Linked DNA regions of Mus musculus: region 2 is linked to region 1. Evidence: chromatin contacts called from public Hi-C data. All regions are on one chromosome and are shown on one strand. The core of a region is the stretch at or near the end of the contact, and the rest is flanking DNA. Distances in the headings are between cores, read along the strand shown. Region 1 holds the start of C1galt1c1 (C1GALT1-specific chaperone 1). Region 2 has its middle 37 kb from the start of 6030498E09Rik.

Region 1 (3,761 bases), core at 489-2,988:
GGATTACTGGAGAGACTGAAACAAAGTAGTCCAACAGTGTTCCCATTCATGACTTTCACAAGTCTCTGGAGAAACAGAAGGCAGATGCTGAGGGAAAAGATGAGGAAGATGTGGGCCAAAGAGTTTGTGGAAGAATATGAGGTGGTGTTTGGTTTTTTTGTTTGTTTGTTTGTTTGTGATATGGATAAATTGGATGCCAGCCGTGAAGAGGAAAAAGGAAAGGCACTTAATGCATAGCACAAAGACAAAGCCCTCTTCAAAGGCCTGCTGCAGAAAAACCAGGCCCGTGTAGAATATGTGCAGGACACAGACAGAACCACTCCATTTGTCTTTGCCTTGTAAACAGCACTGAACACTGGGAATGTGTTTAGCTCAAACACAAACATGCCACCCCCCAAAAAAAGAAAAGCAAGGTTTGTCAGGAATATGACACCCCGATTAAGATACTACTGCCAGAATAGTAATTTCTTGCAATCTAGATGTCATTACAAGACTTCCTGAACTTTCCATTGTACTTAAGGCATTGCCAGTCACCACTCAAATGTATGAGTTTCCAGGAATTCAGGCCCAAGTCACTTCTCGGTGTTCCCCGAACCAAATCTAGTGACAGAACCTTTTGAATAGCTATAAGGCTGGCCTTTAACTGCTAGTCCTTCTACCTTGGCCTCCCTAGTGTTGGCATTACAAGTGTGACCGAATAGCACCAGCTACAAAAGAGCACTTCAAGAGACTAGGTATGCCGGCTAGTGGTGGTGCATGCCTTTAACCCCAGCACTTTGGAGGCAGAGGCAGGTGGATTTCCGAGTTTGAGGCCAGCCTGGTCTACAGAATAATAATTTCTGTTAATAATAATAATAATAATGTGAGTTCCAGGACAGCCAGGGCTATACAGAGAAATCCTGTCTCGAAAAAACAAAAAACAAAACAAACAAAAAAAATGAGACTAGGTATTTATTGGGGGGTTCTGTAGTCCTACTTTGACCTGGAGTCTACACTCAACTCTGCATTTGACTTATTGGCTAGCCCTTTGAAAGCACCCCTTATCCTGTACTGGGCTTGGTTCTCCATCTGTATTTCTAACACTCATTAACTCCTCAAATATTTGCTTATTGCATCCTGGCACTATCTGCTAGCAATACAGGGTGGAATACACAGAACCAACATTTACTGAATGCTTACTTTACACTTCACCTTTTGCTAGGGGAGTTATGTACACTAACTGATAACCTGTGAGATATTTTCCAAACACAACAAAGGAAGGAACAGAGGCAGCGTGAAAATGAAGTCACTTCTCCAGGATAGCAAAGCACTTGGCTGAAGGATCACTTCTAGGCTATGTGGCTTCGAAACCTACCACCCGTGTAACCACAGCCAATTCTTGCTCCCCAAAGCGATGACAATTTCAATGACTTGCATTTTGGTTCCAGGCCAGGAATACTGGGAGGAATTACCTTCTTGTCACCACAAGGGTACCAACACATTAGAGTAGGTTAGAGGAATGATCTAGAAATCTACATCAGGTAAGCAGCAGCTCTCTTCCGCACTCCGGCAGTTTCCACGCCCGTAGGCAGACCGAGGAAGGGAGCGTGGGCGGGCCTTAAAACACGCACGCCCCTCGGGGCATCCCATTGGGTACAGCTGAGCATGTCGGGGCGGGCCCTTTCCGAGTCTCACGGAGCCCGCCCCCCACGCCGTTCCCAGCTCTCGCCCCGCCCCACCCCGCCCCGCCCCGCCCCCACCCTCGTCAGCTTCCTCTGTTGCTCCGTCATTAATGACACCAACGAGAGGATACCGCCTGCGTCTAGAGCAGCCTGGTTCCGAGCGTAACAGAGTGGGCCTTGGACCTCTCACGTCCAAGCCTCGTGAGGCAGCGCTTTCCTGCCCTGGAGCCGTTCTAGATGCGGTGAGTGCCAAAACCTCGGCCCCCACTTCAAGCACAACCCAGAGCTACTGCTTCCCTCCCTCCCCTGGGAAGGCCAGGGCCCTAGCCTGGGCCCTAGCCCGTTCCCAGCATGCTCCACTAGGGATGCCTTGGCAGGTGCGGCGGGAGGACCCAGCGGGAGTGGGGAAAGCAGCCTTCCGAGAGCTTCTCCCTTGGCCCTTCAGTGGGACACTGATATCCATCCTGGTACCCAGTCTCCATTTTGATCTCCATCCACTTTCTCCTTCTAAAAACAGAAAAAGAAAGAAAGTTTGTCGCAAAAACATACTTTCTGCTTTCTCTTGTGTGTGCGTTTTAAGTTCCCTCCTCTGTACAAAAATATCCCATCGTGCGGATTGTTGGTGTTACTTTTTTTTTTTTAATTCCTCAGCGGAGAAAAAAAAATGTTAGGATAATTTGTACAAATAATTTTGTGTAGAATTAGTAGACGTTTTGAGTTTTAATAGTATTTTTGCCGTTAGGAGGAAAAATTCTGGAAATTTTTGACACAAAATCATATGAAGGTACTTGTCTGGATTGTTGAGTATTGGCCAGAAATAATGATCATGTGATAAGAACTGCAATTATAACAAGTAATATAAAGGTGAACTTTACAATGCTGTTTTGAGGCATAGCTTTTCTGTTCTTTCTCCTTTCCTATGGGAAGTGTTTATTGACCAAGTTCTCTGGATTACAGAGGGAAACTACCATCTTGCCTTCCCCCACCCACTTCCCCACACACTCTTAGAAACTGCACCTGTCCTTCAAACAGCTGTCTTTGTGGTAAAAGTCAAAGTTCATTTCTTTTATAAGAAAACAATAGGAGCCAGAAGTGTTGCCACACACAAGTAATACCAGCACATGGACAAATGAAACGAGAGGATCACAAGTTCAAGATCAGCTGGAGATACATAGTGAAACCCTATCTCACATCTTAGAAAAGGGGACAGGAAGGGGGGAGACAGGGTCAGTGTAGTATCCTTGTAGCATTATGGGAAAATTTGGTGCAAGCATCAATTATGTTTACTAGATCCACATGTCGCGTTTATAGGTCACTTCTACCACTGATAGCCTTTGTGACTTTAGATCAGCTATTTAACCTTTATGGTTCTCCATTTCCCCATTTAAAAGAAGTCTTTGTGTGACACTAGAGGGGGTCCCAGCGTTGAGTATTAAGGTCAGATGGGGCAGACATTTGGTAGCCTGCTCTATCACTCTCCCCTTTATTCTTCCTGAACCAGGAAATATGTTGAAGGCCAGCAGGCCCCAATGAGCTCCTGCCTCCAACCCCACAGTGCTGGGGTTAGACATGGCTTCCTGCCTTGCCCAGCTTTTTATATGGGCACTGGGTATGGAACTCAGGTCCTCAGGAAACTCAGGTCCACCGAATCATCTTTCCAGCCCCATTTTTTTTAAATTGACACATAACTGGACATATTCTTTAAATGAGAGAAATGACCTCAGGTAACAGCTTCTAAGGTCCTTTTCAACCGTAAGAGACACCGTGGAAGTAGAAGGAGTCCAGTGAAACTTTGAAGAGTTGCAGAAGAGACTGGGGAACATTCAGTCTTGACGAGCAACAATGTAAACCATAATATTGTCAGCTGTTTTGTTTACATTGGCTCTCCTTCCACTTTCTAATTGAAATTAAAATACAGAAGGTTCCCCTCTCCTCCTTTTTATTTATTTTTTAACTTTCTCAAGGAATTAAGTATCTTTCGAGGAGCTAAAAATAGTCACAAATGTTCCCCAAATAATGCCTATATTGACTTCTTTCTCCAAACAACTTTCCATCGTGGGCTTTTATTACATCATTAATTGATATACTATGTAGTAAGAC
Region 2 (3,734 bases), core at 324-2,823, 100 kb before region 1:
CTCTAGATAACTGTGCACCCACGTAACTAACTCCCTGGTGTGGCTAACTTGCTGGTGCTGTCATAGTGACAGAAGAGGGGGCCAGCCAGAGATGGAACACCGGATGCACAGATTTTTAACTTAGAGGGAAGAAGGGGTTTTTCGGGCAATCTGAACAGGGGCACTGCTCACATAGGCCCTTCCTGGGCATCTGTGCATGTTGTAAACATCTGTAACCACTATAGGAAACATTCTGCTTTGCCCAGGTTTTCAGCACTGTTTTGAACAAGTGTTTAACTGTGGCAAAGCACCTGCTGGTTAGGGGGAAGGAAAGATGCATCAACTAAAGAACTTTACATTGATAAGAAGAAGCAGAGTGAGAGTTTGCTTTGAGTGAGATGAAAAAGCTTTCTATGTTATATCTTGGGTATTCTAAGTATCTGGGCTAATATCCACTTATCAGTGAGTACATATCATGTGAGTTCTTTTGTGATTGGGTTACCTCACTTAGGATGATGCCCTCCAGGTCCATCCATTTGCCTAGGAATTTCATAAATTCAATTTGTGAAACTCATGAAACTCAAGAAGAACAAAGACCAAAGTGTGGACACTTTGCTCCTTCTTAGAATTGGGAACAAAACACCAATGGAAGGAGTTACAGAGACAAAGTTGGGAGCTGAGATGAAAGGACGGACCATCTAGAGACTGCCATATCTAGGGATCCACCCCATAGTCAGCTTCCAAACGCTGACACCATTGCATACACTAGCAAGATTTTGCTGAAAGGACCCAGATATGGCTGTCTCTTGTGAGACTAGGCCGGGGCCTGGCAAACACAGAAGTGGATGCTCATAGTCAGCTATTGGATGGATCACAGGCCCCCCAATGGAGGAGCTAGAGAAAGTACCCAAGGAGCTAAAGGGGTCTGCAACCCTGTAGGTGGAACAACAATATGAACTAACCAGTACCCCGGAGCTCTTGTCTCTAGCTGCATATGTATCAAAAGATGGCCTGGTCGGCCATCAGAGGAAAGAGAGGCCCATTGGTCATGCAACCTTTATATGCCTCTCAGTATAGGGGAACGCCAGGGCCAAGAAGTGGGAGTGGGGGGAGGGGAGTGGGGGTGAGGGTATGGGGAACTTTTGGGATAGCACTGGAAATGTAAATGAAGAAAATACCTAATTAAAAAAATACGAGTTAAAAACAAAAAAGAAAAAGCTTTCTATGGACTTGAGCAAGGGAGTGGCGGGATCTGACTTACAAAGAATCCTCTACTATGGGAAGGATAGACTTTAGACAGGCAAGGGTGGAAGCAGAGATATGACATACACATATCCTCTCACTCAATCCTCCTAATAGTCTGTGTTGAAGATATTATTTACTCCAGCCTGTAAGGAAAAAGCACAAGCTCAGAGATATGAAATAGGTTGCCTGTGAACACCGAGTCAATAAACAGTTAAATCAGGGAAAGAATTAGATATTTGGGACCCATGCTTTAACCCAGGTGTCCTCAGACTTTCTTGTACACCAGAGTGACATGATGAATTTGTTTGTGCTGCTAGAATCTTAGCCAAGCCTTGCTCTAAGATCTTGATTGAAAGCATGTGGCTCTGAGCCTAGTAATCAGCAAGCTACAAGCCCCACTGTCAGACTGCATGGTGCTGAGGGTGAAAATGACGGTTTGCAGGGATTCAGAGTTCTTTTTGTGTGACATCCTTGGGCAAGGAAGCTGCCTCCTTCCTCCTCACAGGACACTCAGACTAGACTTAAAAGAAGCGCTGGCCTTGATTCTCTCCTGCTCTTTGATCCTCTTCTGCTTGCTAAAGCTGCTTGGTGAGTTCAAAAGCCCTTCGCAGTGAGGTCAGATCAGGAGAAACTACACAGATGTCTTTCAGTGAGGCACCTATAGCAGCTGCCTTGCATCTCAAAGGAAGAACATGAGTTCTCCCCCAACATGAGACTCCCACATTTGGCAGGAGTAACAAAGCAGCTCTTCCCCGTGAGTACCTTCACAAAGAAAGCATTATCACTGAAGCAAGCTATCTGGGGGGTGAAGGAAAGGCAGCCCTCTGAGGTAGAGTGGACATGCCTAATTGCTTATTATAAGGTATTGGCTTCGCCAATTTTCCATTTTGTCATCCCGGCTGTGACGCATATACCAGTTCCGTATAAAACATGAATCTGGCCTTCTGCCATCCCAGGAGGACTCAAGGACAAGGAAAATTGATGCAGGAATGCTGACATTCGGGTCTGTGAGTAATACAGTGTGATGCAGGAGCCTTCCGTTTTCTTCCACAGCGACAGGCTAGGTTATTAGCTTGCAAGTAGGGTAAAATCAAATCCTAAACCAGACAGAAACAGCAGTCTTTTCAGACGCTGATGCTCTGCATATGGTTTTAGATACTGAACAGATAACAGCAGGGAACACAGCAGAAAAAAGTCTCTTTCTCATGAGGTACATGGTAACTGGAGTCAGGAAAGGGCCCAAATAAACAAGATGGCCAGAGGTAATGATGAGCATTGTGAAGGAAACCAGCAGGGGTAAATGTCCTCATCTGTAAAATGGGGTTGTGGTAAATGTCTATCTCATTGGCAGTCTCCAAGGAATATGGTCTTTTGTTATTATTTTTCCTTCTTTTTCTACCATGGAAACGAAGAGGGGAAAGTGGTTTCCTGGTGTTCTTTGTGAGGGCTGACATAGGACAGAGCAGCAAAAGAGAACAGAAGGGGCTCCCTGCAGCCCCTGTGAGGATGGGGTTCAGCAACAGCATCCCTCCCTAAGCAGACCTCGGGCAGCACGATGATTTCTGAGAAAAAACCTTGGAATGGGGAGTTGGAAATATAACAAGTGAAATAAAAATATAACAAATAAAAAAGTAACTTGAAATTGCAGCCAGTGTATGAATCTTTAGTGTAGCCCTTCTGCTGGTGGGGGAAGCTTCCACAGAAAATACATCTCTCCTGAATGGTTCTGGCCACACTGGCCCTAGGAACTCCTTTTTCCCTCTCCCCAGTTTGCTGCCCAGGACCTGCCTTGCTGAGGCCAGTCAGGCAGAGCAGACCTAATGTGTACCATCAACGCAGAACCACGGAGTCCTCACAAACCTCTGTCCTTTCCTCCCCCACTTATACCACCACTCCAGAGCTGCTCCTTCCTGCTGCAGTGCCAGCCTACCATCAGCAACAAAGCCCACCTCACCAAGCTTCACCATCATCTGTGTCCACATGAAGTGCTCCAACAAGCTCCAATCCAGTCTGAGTGCAGCGGACAGTTAACAAATGGAGGTTACCGCCGTGCAAAAGGCTGTAGTCCTATTTTCCTTTCAGAGCCATCATGGGAGAAACTATTTCAAGGACCCATTTTGTACTGAGTGCATCTCTCCCCTTCAATAACTCTCCCAGCCATCTCCCTAATAGCTCTATCTCCCTAGCAAACAAGTAGCTGGCCTCCAATTACTGTGACCCATTTGCTGGCACAGCGCGTGTATGTTCAAGTGAAGGCTAGCAATCAAGTGGCTAATTCACAATAATGATGGGATGGGATATTTCATGCCTTTTGGACAGACTTTGCTTCCATGTGCTGTATTTTAAAGGCCTTTCTGAGAGTCTTAAGTGAAATCTTTATTATAGGGCATATGCCCTTTGTTCCGTCATATCTGGAATTATCTGCCGTGGCATAAGGAGTTTTTCCAAACTATATATATACATCCTCCTCATCCTCCACTTCTTTGGGCCTTGCCAAACTGCAGATATAT

The links. A called contact is a pair of places that touch in the nucleus more often than the background predicts.
Region 2: a Hi-C map of uterus shows a contact between it and region 1, with 2.1 times the contacts expected there. The contact joins the enhancer-like site here to the promoter of C1galt1c1 in region 1. A contact is called at or near these places in 1 of 39 promoter capture datasets (cranial neural crest), 2 of 484 Hi-C or Micro-C datasets (cortical neurons and uterus) and 2 of 9 other capture datasets (adipose tissue and pancreatic islet).

What each region holds. Positions count from the first base shown.
Region 1 is chrX:38,633,120-38,636,880 of GRCm38.p6, reverse strand. It overlaps C1galt1c1 (C1GALT1-specific chaperone 1), which reads left to right and starts at 1,738. Exons shown (of 2, transcript NM_021550.3): 1 at 1,738-1,903. It overlaps Gm52440 (a long non-coding RNA gene), which reads right to left and starts at 1,593. Exons shown (of 2, transcript XR_003953098.1): 1 at 1,452-1,593. It also overlaps the pseudogene Gm18436.
Region 2 is chrX:38,733,545-38,737,278 of GRCm38.p6, reverse strand. No RefSeq gene overlaps it. Among named protein-coding and RNA genes, the nearest start is that of 6030498E09Rik, 37 kb to the left of the region's middle. Within about 2 kb of position 1,573, at least 33 of the 459 cell types and tissues checked have an H3K27ac peak or open chromatin away from gene starts, as enhancers often do. A contact at or near this core is called in cortical neurons, where this site is marked.